2 separate regions of the Hordeum vulgare genome follow, and region 2 is linked to region 1. The links are chromatin contacts, called in public Hi-C maps. All regions are on one chromosome and are shown on one strand. Each heading gives the region's core, a stretch centred on a gene start, on an enhancer-like site or on the middle of the called end of the contact. The rest is flanking DNA. Distances are from core to core; before and after follow the strand shown. Region 1 holds the start of LOC123403800 (CLIP-associated protein-like). Region 2 holds the start of LOC123406001 (GDSL esterase/lipase At5g33370-like).

Evidence for each region. A called contact is a pair of places that touch in the nucleus more often than the background predicts.
Region 2: a Hi-C map of leaf shows a contact between it and region 1, with 3 times the contacts expected there. The contact joins the promoter of LOC123406001 here to the promoter of LOC123403800 in region 1. A contact is called at or near these places in 4 of 6 Hi-C or Micro-C datasets (leaf and seedling) and 1 of 1 datasets of contacts at active chromatin or transcription factors (embryo).

The regions. Positions count from the first base shown.
Region 1 is chr6H:367,418,629-367,424,418 of MorexV3_pseudomolecules_assembly, forward strand. It overlaps LOC123403800 (CLIP-associated protein-like), which reads right to left and starts at 3,525. Exons shown (of 21, transcript XM_045097716.1): 1 at 2,882-3,525; 2 at 837-992; 3 at 668-730. The coding sequence starts at 3,217.
Region 2 is chr6H:367,865,357-367,871,146 of MorexV3_pseudomolecules_assembly, forward strand. It overlaps LOC123406001 (GDSL esterase/lipase At5g33370-like), which reads left to right and starts at 2,089. Exons shown (of 5, transcript XM_045099504.1): 1 at 2,089-2,417; 2 at 2,522-2,649; 3 at 2,770-3,012; 4 at 3,895-4,147; 5 at 4,264-4,709. The coding sequence starts at 2,171. The coding sequence ends at 4,502. It overlaps LOC123405999 (polyribonucleotide nucleotidyltransferase 2, mitochondrial), which reads right to left. Exons shown (of 16, transcript XM_045099503.1): 15 at 5,406-5,790; 16 at 5,032-5,259. The coding sequence ends at 5,161.

The sequences.
Region 1 (5,790 bases), core at 2,275-4,774:
TGTTGGGCAAGAATCCACTCTTACTCATGGTCCCTTGCTATCCGAGCTGGTCACCGTTGCGAGCATAAGCCAAAGGGGTTTGCGGTTCAAATCCTAGGCGCCCCCATTTTTGTTTTTTCCTTTTGTTCTGTTGTTGGTTCAGGTTTGCTCGAACCCTTTGTTCGAGTGCAGCTAGTCTGCATTTTGTACACGACTGTTGTACCGACTATCTCAAACAATATAAAGGCACGCGAATCTCCCTATGGGAGATTGAGACGCTTCACACAATTCACAAAGATAACTTTGGTATGTCGTTAGTAGTCACATGGTAAGCAATGGTACCTTCCTGCCTAAAGCCCTAAACTAGGTCAACAAAGTATATGTGTAAAATGCAGAAGAGGGGAAATGCAAGAGACTGAGTACGAGAAATGGAACGCAACCAGAAGAGAATATCCAAACATATAATTTCCGTTTCTTACGCCAATTAGCTTGGTACAAGAAGCAAGTCACCAAACTGTACAATCCAGTTAGAATCACACGGTGATGGGACTATAACAATAATGTAGACATGAGAGGAAACAAAAAAAATGGAAAGTTCTAACCAATAGTCAAAGAGGGAGCGCGATTTGAAGAAAAATTGCATAAGTAACTGAAAGGCATCAAAATGGGCAGGCTTCTGATGGACCACCTGAATACAGGAGATTGCAGCCTCTCTGACACTTTGATTCAAATCATTCAACAATTGCAGGACCTGTGAAGTTGAAACAAGATTAGCAGTTAGCATTGCCAGTTACGCAACAAAATAAAGGGAAAACTAGATATTCCGTATCCAATAAGGAGAAAACATCCCGACATACAGGTGAAAGAAACACTCGCTGTAGAAGGAGCTCTGTGGAAGCAAAAAGCCCAACTGCCGTTGCAAGGGTGCGCACAAACTCTTCCCGCACCCTCCAGCTCTTGTGAGTCCAAGCATAACTTCCAGCTCTTTCAACAATTATTGTTGGAGAAGAAACCTGATATTGGAGAGACAAAATCAATTCACTATACCCCGCGAGAAAGCCAGGCGGTAAAAATAGTTCCACATCCAGATAGATGATCATTTATGTGACAAATTAGTGATTTCGGTGCAATTTAAATAGACAATTTTCCATGTAAACAAGAGTATGCAGCATAGGAATGCAATGATATATCTAAACTCACAGCACCGAGAAGTTCTTATTCAAAGCACAAATGGGAATTTTAATGCTGTAATGATGGGAAACATCATGTTTCAACTTTAAAGTACCGAAAATAAATGTACAGTTTTGCAAAGTGCTGGATCAACCCATAGCTAGTGTTCAGAATTATAATAGTGAATACCCAATTTCATCCCTGAATTATCACACGCACTGACGCACCTAATTTTCATGCCTAACTATAAGAATGACCAAATTGGTCCCTTAACTACCCATTGTGGTTCATTCTCGTCCTCTTGCCAATGTGGCAGTACACATGGGAAGCTGACTAGGCAGGAAAAGGTCGAGAACATGCTGCGCATGCGATAACCCAAAATACCCTCCTCCTTTGAGCTAAAACTTGAGAAAAGGACTGCATCGTAACACTTTTTCCTGTGTTATATAGCTCTAGCATGGTTGCTGGACCTTCTAGCATAGAAATTTGTCGCTTATTGGACTATAATTCAGTAACAAAACCGTCTTTCCTTGGGAATTTTGGGGTTTTCATGTGTGCAGAATATCCTCGTGCCTCCATCAGTCCCTCACACTGAGTCGGCATGCCACATGTACTGACACATGGGCAAGACAAGACTACAAAAATGAGCCAGAACACGTAATTCAGGGACCAATTTGGTCACTTAGGTAGTTTAGGGACGAAAATGAGCTCCGGACAACAGTTGATACACGAAATGTGTATTTAAATCCAAATAAAAAAACATGTCAGTGCAATCTGCAACTTCACATGTATAACTGCGCCAAAAGAAGCAGCCACACGCACAAGATAAAGGGAATTAGTAGTTTGATTTGCTACTTCTGCTTGGCTGAAGTCCATATGAGCATCTAAAATAAAGACCGTGAAGCACCTAAAGGACAAAAATTGCAGATATTTTACCACTGAAAGCAAAATACACTAACTGCTCGGGTCTAGATACAGATACTATACTCCAAATCTCCATCTCTATCCAGTGGTGTCAAGTAAGCATTAACTGAATAAAGAGTGCTATCGGGCAAGTCCAAACTGGTGCCTCCATTTAGTCAAAATATTCCAGCACTCGGCCACAGGTAAGGTAAAGCATGTTCATTTCACTAGAAAAGAGAAATTATAATCTAATTCACTTAGTTATCATTAGAATTCCACCGAAATGGGGGTTGTTTTTTTTTTGAGACAGGAGCAGAGACGCCTGGTCCCTGTAGTAGTAGAAACCTAATGGTGATGTCTTGCAAGGATAGAAAAGCAGAGGGCAGGCCAACATTGTAGTATTCCGGAAGGCGCTCCCACTCCCATAGAATACCACGGATGAAACATATTCTAGGTCTACTTTAATAGCTTATACGCACACTGACATAAGAAAACAGGCTCGCCCACCTAGAGAAAAGACCAGACCACATCGCCCCATGCACTGCTAATTCAGATGAGCAACCAAGGTAGTTCGCCTTGTATGAATGTAAGCGACGCTTCATCATAACTCAAGTTTGGTATTCCATTGGAGTCTAAAACATAACAATTCCACACTATGTCATCCACTTGAACACACACATGGATATGCCGGAACATGAGATCTTCTGCTCGAAGTATATTCCATTGCCCACCCAGGAAGCATGGAACCCACATTCCCCCGGAACCCGACTCGGAGGAGCACAGACCATATCGATTGCAAAAGGCAACAATGCAGAGGCCGACGGCTGACCTCCATGAGCGTGACGAGGAGCTGCCGCGAGGCGTCACGGACGGGCTGCTTGCCATCGCCGAGTCGCTCGACGGCGGCAGGCACGAGGGCATTGAGGTGGATCTTGAAGTGGTCGCCGGCGAGCACGGCGGCGGCGGAGAGCGCGTGCAGGCCGCCCTGCGCGACCCGGAAGTTGGCGTCCCTGGTGAGATCCATGCAGGTGTCGACGAGCGCCGTGACCTCGGCCGCAGTGAGCCCGCGCCGCGCCGCGGCCTCCAGGGCCTCGTGCAGCCGCTCCACCCCTGCCAGGCGCTCCTTTGTGTCCTTGGAGCGCGCCGCCTCCAGCGCCGCCTCCATTTCCGCCAGCGCCTCCGCCTGCTCCTCCGCCAAACACGACGGCGACGACCGGCGTGAGTCGGGGTGGCGAGTTCGGGGAATGGCAGGGAGGGCGGGCCGACGGTGGGGAGGGGGTGTTGGTCGGATCTGGGAAAGGGAGGCAGGAGGGGAAGGAGTGTGCGAGTGCGCCGAGGCAGAGAGTAGCTTGTGTAGTTTCGTGTGCAGATAGGTCCCTGGTGATGCGCGGTACTTGGCTACCGCCCTCGTAGGGGTGTATCGCGAGTTTTGATAGTAGTACCACGTACACTCTGCATTCTGATGACCAAGCAGTACTGCTGGTACACGTACGTACTACTGGAACAATTTGTACCAATTGTTTTGGGGTGGCGGTGCGAGAAGCATGGGCGTTGTTTTGGGAAGAGGAAGGGGATAAAGATGGGAGGGAGGGAGGGAAGATTAGTTGAGTTGTAACGTCATGACAGTAGGTGCAAGTGCACATTATGATTGACATTATGGTTTATGATTGATGGTCCTCTCCTCGTGTACGTAACAAAAGTGAAGCATGCTGCTCATATATTACTACGAGCGTGTACGCCCTGATCCTATCCAGTCCCTTCCACTTGCGGCCCTGCGAAAGAACGGGGCGTGATAAAGTGGTGTACTGATACGCCACCTAATTATACCCTCACAGTTTGTCTGATAGGACGACGAAATGCCATGCTTTGGATCAGAGCAGTGGTATGGCCGTGTCAGGTTAGCGGCGGCTTCTCCGTTCTACTCCATATAGTAGTACAGTCGCCGTTTGGAAATACATGTGGTGATCGATGCCTACTGCCTAACAGTAATGGACCGATCTTCGTCTGTTCGCCCGCTGGTGGCTGGTGCGGATGTACATCGCTCTCAATCAAGCATTTCGCATGGCTGTTCCACTGTCCTCTCGTGTCCTAACACAACTTGTGCATGCAAAAAATTTGGCATTTATCTCTGTTTTTAAAGCCTAAAGCGAGACTTGATAACTTCCGTTTCATGGATTTGTTCCCATCACTTTCTACCTTCGCCTGATTTTTTTTCGCCTCACCTTTCACCATCCTTTTTTATTAGTTTTTTCCGCTTCACCTTTATCACAACGAGAAAACAAAACTTAATGAGTCAGAGCTTTTCATGTGTGCGCAAGTTATTTAGTAATATTTTTATGTCAAAGAAACAATCACAATCAATCTAAAGACCAAATTTAAATTAATTAGAGGCTTATCAAATCAAAATTAATTAACCTTATCCTAATAAATCTAAATTAATCACGATCAATCTCTTGTTGAGTAAATAGGTAATTTTTCGAGTGTATTAATCCACGAGATAATAACTAGCATGGCATTGACTAGACTAATGATGTACTGATCTTAAACTAACCTAGCACATACTACGCATATAGTTGATACATCTATGCATGCAAGTAGTACTGCTAGGATAAATACGAACATGAGGATAAACAAGTCATACCCTCCAATAGGCCAGTTGGCCGTAGCAGCAGCGTTGGCGTTGGACGCGGCCGTAGCAGCAGCAGCATCCTCTGCCCTCTTCTTCTCAGCTTCAAGGGCGAGACGATCGGCCTCGGATGGTGAAGACATGGCGATGACGAGGATGACGTGGATGTAGACGAAGCAGATGGACGGAGGCGAGCAGTCGCGTGATCGCTCCCCAAAAACCTAATCGTCCCTCTCCCGTACAGGAACCGGAGAGGCGGGGTTTCGGAGGCCTGCTCTCCCGTCGACCATGTACGCGGTAAACGGGACGGAGTCGCCGGCGGCAGCAGCAGCCAAGGGAACGAACGCGTGAGGCAGATGTGATCTGATTCTCGTGACGGCTAGGGTAGGCGATAGCCTGCTTATAAAGGCGGCTGGGCGGAGAGATGTGGGCCGAACCCACGTCCGAGTCGGTAACAGCCCACGATCCGACGTCTCGGATCATGTCGTGTCCGTTACGTATTCTCCGTTCCTGACTGACAAAAATAAGCGTGTAGGTATGAGCTCGGCTCGGCTCATTCCCGCAACCCGCGGCGCGGCGCGGCGAGGCGTGTCGAGGCGTGGCGTGGCGAGGCGGGCGCCGGAGGATGAGTGTGCGAGGGCACCTTCTCTTCTCACTCTCCAATAGCATGTGGAAGAGAGACCCTTATAAAGGAGTCCAACTTCTCCTCCACTAGCGGGGTGGGACTAAACTTCCCACCACCACCTTGTCGTGCCACCACCTACATGGGCCTTTGGAGATTTTCTAAAATTCTCTTATGAGCCTAAGGCCCATCACTAATTTCAATAATCCCCCACCAGATATCAAGGGCACATCGTGTTCCCTCGTTCCAATCATTGTTTTAATATACCAGCGTTTCAGTGAAGACCTATTAAGGTTGAGCTTCACCTAGAGCAAGCAGCTACACTCCTTTACAACTGAACAATGGACCATGCCTTGAATTGTCAGTTTGGCGTAAATAAGCTTCACCACAAGTCTTACTAGTACTAGGCTGCCGAAGATGACCCCTTGGGTGGAGCATATTAGTCACACTCTTGGCCTATTCATGAGTTTACTAGAGATCACCCAAATCT
Region 2 (5,790 bases), core at 839-3,338, 450 kb after region 1:
CCTCTCCACCCTGGCCGCCCGCGCCTCCCTCCCATCTAAGGGGCTTCCGCACCACCTAGGGGAACCCTAGGGGTTGCGCACCCTCCTCCTCCTCCCCCTATATATATGTGAGGTTTTGGGGCTGCTAGACACACAAGTTTCATCCTCTCTTGGCGCAACCCTACCTCTCCTCCTCCTCGTCCTCCATAGTACTTAGCAAAGCTCTGTCGAAGTACCACGCAGATCCACTGTCACCACGCCGTCGTGCTGCCAGAGCTCTCCCTCAACCTCTCCTCCCTCCTTGCTGGTTCAAGGCGTTGGAGACGTCACCGAGCTACACGTGTGTTGAACGCGGAGGCGCCGTTGTTCGGCGCTTAGATCGGAATCCACCGTGATTTGAATCGCTACGAGTACGACTCCGTCAACCGCGTTCTAGCAACGCTTTCGCTTAGCGATCTTCAAAGGTACGAAGATGCTCTACCCCATTACTCGTTGCTGGTTTCTCCTAGATAGATCCTTGTGTGACGTAGGAAAATTTTCGAAATTACTACGTTCCCCAACACTCCCCCCTCGTCAGATCGCGGTCCCTTCCATAGCCATATGCATTGCTATCACCCTCTCTGGCATCAGAACCGCGTCCAGTACCCGGATATCTGCCAGTTCCTCTTCCCCTCCTCGGGGCAAGAATGAAAGGACCTCATTCAAGCTTGGATATGTCATGTTCCCCTGTGCCACACTCCTCATGCCAATGTCCCAATTTTTCACATGCATAGCAGGAATTTGGAAGCTTTTTGTACTTTACTTGGAAAAATTATGTCTTACCCCCCCCCCTTTGAGAAGCTCACAAAGCGAGTAAGCTTCTTGTTGACGTCCAACTTCACTCGAACCCTAATAAACTGTCCCATGCAGCCATTAGGGAGCTTAATCGGAACCTCCTAAACTTCCCCAATTCTCTATGCCATATTCTGCATGAACCCTTCGTTCCTCAGCACTCCATCAGGAAGTTTGTGAATATGCGTCCAAGTTTCGATCTGATCAAGTGTGATGCTTTCTGGGCTGGAGAACCCATCATACTCCGCAATTATCAGCGCTGATCCGCGGAAGTCCCACGGACCTTGATGGATCGCTTTGTTCCAATCAACTAGGCAATTAAATTGTATGGAGAATGAGTTAGGGTTTACCCTCCTCCAGACCACATCTCGTGTCGGGTTCCAGGCACCCCTCATATCGTCAATTAGGACTCCTTGGCTAAAGCTCTTCTCCGTTAGTACGTGTGCGAGGGCGAGCCACTTCAGCTGGTCCCCTGGATCATCAACTTCGTCTTCCCACACCAAATTGTCCAACTCATCTTCCTCCGGATGCAAGCGCTCCAGAAGCTTACTCGGATCTATCTTCGCATTACCCTGGGAAACTCCAGCACTCGAAGACACCGCCATGGATCGGCAACACGAGAGCCCCAAGCAAGGAGATACAGTCTCCCGATCGCGAAGGCAATCAGAAAGAGATAAAAAAACCAACTTGTGGCGACGGGCACCCGAGGACTTCAAAACCCTAAAAGAATAGGGGACTTCTTAGACGCCGGGTCTGCTTAGTTGCGCGGCGGGCGGTCTCCTCGCGTGTGGCATCAGACGCGTAGTCTGGTCAGCCGCGCCGCTGCATCATCGCCATCAGACGCGTAGACTGGTCAGTCGCGCCGCTGCCCTCTATTCGGTGCACATGTCGTGTTAATTGCCCATCATGTGAACAATTTCTTTTAGTAGGTTTTTTCTTAGTAGCGTAGCTATACTCATGATAACTGAAATTCTCTTCCCACCAACCAGCAAACGAGACAGCCGTGAATTAAAGCATATTTTCCTCTGTACGAACGCTAAATACCGGCACGTACCGGCCGTGCAACCCCCCTCCTTTCGCGGGCACAAAGGCTTCTACAACCTGTGCCGCAGTCACACGCTGCTTTACGGATCGAGCGCACGTCTCACGAGGCTCCACCTACCTACCCGTCCCCCAACCACCTCGCATCTACGGATTTCCGAGGGTGTCTGTCTGTCCATCAAGCTGCCCAGACGGCCTGTATAATAAAGCGCACATTCGATCGCCACCTTCTCAGTTTCCCAGCGCGCGCGTAGCCTAGCCACCCGTGCATATCTATTCTCTCCAAATCTCAAAGCGTCCGTACGTCGCGCGCGAGCAGATGGGCGGCGCTCTCGTTCCTCTCCTCGTCTCCGTGGTACTACTCGTCGTGGCGGCGGCGCGTGCCCCGGCGGCCTCCGCGGCGCCGCGGGCATTCTTCGTCTTCGGCGACTCCCTCGTCGACAACGGCAACAACAACTACCTCCTCACGACGGCGCGCGCCGACGCGCCGCCCTACGGCATCGACTTCCCATCGCACCGCCCCACCGGCCGCTTCTCCAACGGCCTCAACATCCCCGACATCATCAGTAAAATACAATACACCCCATGCCTCATTTCCTTGTTGAACTCCAACTGGAGTACGTAACAACATGCCACGTGACGCTGCCATTTGATATTTCGATTGCTTCAGGTGAGCACCTCGGGGCGGAGCCTGCGTTGCCGTACCTGAGCCCGGAGCTCCGGGGGGCGAAGCTGCTCGTCGGCGCCAACTTCGCGTCGGCCGGCGTTGGGATCCTCAACGACACGGGAGTGCAGTTTGTACGTGCTCTACGAGAGATATGAATAATGCTCAGCTCAGCGCGCCCTCACATTTCCCTGACAGATTAGCATGCATTTGACGGCTTATGTATGATGGCATGTGCATGACGGATGGAGCAGGTGAATATAATTAGGATCGGAGATCAGCTGCGTTACTTCGGGGAGTACCAGCGCAAGCTGAGGGCATTCGCCGGCGAGGAGCAGGCGGCGAGGCTTGTCAGCGGGGCTCTCGTGCTCATCACATTGGGAGGCAACGACTTCGTCAACAACTACTACCTGGTGCCCATGTCCATGCGGTCTCGCCAGTACGCGCTCCCGGACTACGTCCGCTACATCGTCTCGGAGTACAGGAAAATCCTTGCGGTAAGTCCCGTGCAGTTACTTACTTTACAGTTAAAATGTTGTTTCATATTAATTCGTGCACAATGCACTAAGTACTACTCTATAAGTTAAGAATTACTAGAAAGTACGTTTAAGTGAGTGTGTTGCTTAACTGCAAACTGACATGCGCAGCAGCAGTAGCTACTGTATGTGTACTACGAGTAGTATCTAGCACCAAGACAGATGGGATAAAAAACGCAAGTGCTAACTGTCATGACACATATGATAGAGTGACAGACCGACAGATTTGGTACTATTTTGATTTGTGCACATTGCAATACAAAAAAAAAAATGTTGCTCCAGCTGCAACCTAACATGGCAGATTTTGTGCACGCTGCGGTAGAGTTATGACCGAAATGAAGCAAGAAGGAAGACCTCTACATAAATGGACGCCAGATTGACTCTACAGTTCCAACGATCGAGTACTGTTCGTGAAATAAGTTTGAGCACATGACAAAACATAGACCAGCCAGGCTGCAGCAGTTCATGACCCACCAGTCAAAGTCAACCGGTCATAACTCTACCGTGTACACCCGCACATGCGGCATGAAACCTCTCTCGTGTACACCCACACACACGCCTTTTGCCCCAAGCTGTAAAGACAAGCATAAATGGAGCCAGCAAAGGGTATTACCATACGTGCAGGGTAAAGACAGCCGTATACACATGGCGACCCATGGCAGTTGCAGCATTCACTCCTGGCGCGCTGCAGCACGTACGATGCATGTGCGGTGCAGTGCAGCAGCTTCTCGAATCCACTTCACCCGCCTTCCATGCCATACCAAGACTCCAAGAGTGACATACGCGCCGATGGACGAGCTGACACCGCGTGACTTACTGTACTTGACACCGTGGCCCGTGCAGAGGTTGTACGAGCTTGGGGCGCGTCGCGTGATCGTAACGGGGACGGGGCCGCTGGGGTGCGTGCCGGCGGAGCTGGCGCAGCACAGCGGCAACGGCGAGTGCGCGGCGGAGCTGAACCGCGCCGTGGACCTCTTCAACCCGCAGCTGGTGGACATGGTGCGCGGCCTCAACCGCGACGCCGGCGCCGACGTCTTCGTCTCCGCCAACACCTACCGCGCCAACTTCGACTACCTCGCCAGCCCGCAGAGCTACGGTACGTGCGTGCTTGCTTGCGTTGCAGCCGGCCAGAGCGACGGTCGAACGCTGCCGTGTGATCGTTGTCAACAAACTACAGTAGTAATAGGTTCTTGCGGTGTTGCGTGCGTGCAGGGTTCACGGACGTGAAGGTGGCGTGCTGTGGGCAGGGGCCGTACAACGGGATCGGGCTGTGCACGGCGGCGTCCAACGTGTGCGCCAACCGGGAGGTGTACGCGTTCTGGGACGCCTTCCACCCGACGGAGCGGGCCAACCGCATCATCGTCGCCCAGTTCATGCATGGGTCCACCGACTACATGCACCCCATGAACCTCAGCACCATACTCGCCATGGACCAGGAGGGTCCTCTTTAGCTAACTGGTTACCACTGCTATCCAGACCAGTGCTGCTCTCTCGGTCAACACAACAACAGCTTAGCTTGTGTGGACTGTCGTGGCATTTCATCTCACTCCTCAGCTTGGAGTACTATTGTTTTATTTTATTTTGAGTTGGTACTATTAATCCTCCTCATCCATCGATGTCACTTGTGCTTGGCCAGAAATAGTTTGCTCGTAACGGCAGGTATGTGCGTTCATAGCTCATAAGAGTGGGTGTACTTGTGTGTATGTGATGTGTTTAAAAAAAAAGAAAAAAAGATAGTTGACCAAGTAAGAGCTATTAGTGCTGCATACAAATGGCATGGATATAATACAAATTAAAAAAATCATGCATTCAGCTGAGTCACAACAAAAGTTGGACAAGCTGCATATAGTCCGTATGTTTCAGCCGAGTCACATGATCAAATTTTCCCTGCCTCCTCGTATGCATGGTTGCATGCTAGAAGGGTAAAAATGCAGGAGCAAAATGCTCACGACGGCTGCAAAAGCACAAACTTGCGCAGCATTCCAACGAAATTTGAGGCTGCTTCGCTGCTTCCCATGTTTATTAAGTCAGTGGATTAACTACTACACATTTACAAGTGTATCTCTGTAGAGCTCTAGAGGTGAGCAAATTAGCCCCATCAAAATTTTACTAATCAAGCAATGAGAAGACTGGGACACCCTTGGCACTGAAAGTCGCGCATTTCACAAGCACTTCCTCTCCAACCTCAAAGTTAGTCTGGCTATTTTCCTGCAAAAATATTCACCCGAATTTCAGCACCAAAGACCAAAAGATGACATTACCACAATGGGTTCAATAAGTTGAACAATGTATGAAATAATGTGTGCGGCAGCATTAACCAAAATAGAACACCAGAGAGCTGGGTAGGAAGTTACCGCAAACTTATGCATTCCACGAACTCCATCACTCAGCTCAAGTACTAATCCATAGGCCCTTATTTGGTAAACCTTTGCAGTAACTACGTCGCCCAGCTTTATAGAACCTGAGCGGAAGTTCTTGGGACTGGAATGCTTCAGGGTGTTGCTTATTTCCTGTTCTGCAATGGCTTCATGTTCTGGAACGGCATCGAGTTCATTACTTGCAGAATCATCAGCCTTCGCTTTCTTGTTTTTCTTGACAATTGACGTAGTTGATGCTTTCTTAGGGCTAGCTTTCCTAGCCTCCTGAAGTTCTTTGGTTGGTTTAGATACTCTGGGGGATGGCTTTGCAACCTTAGAACTTGCCGCCTTTGAACGTTTCTTTGTAGGACCATTTGCAACA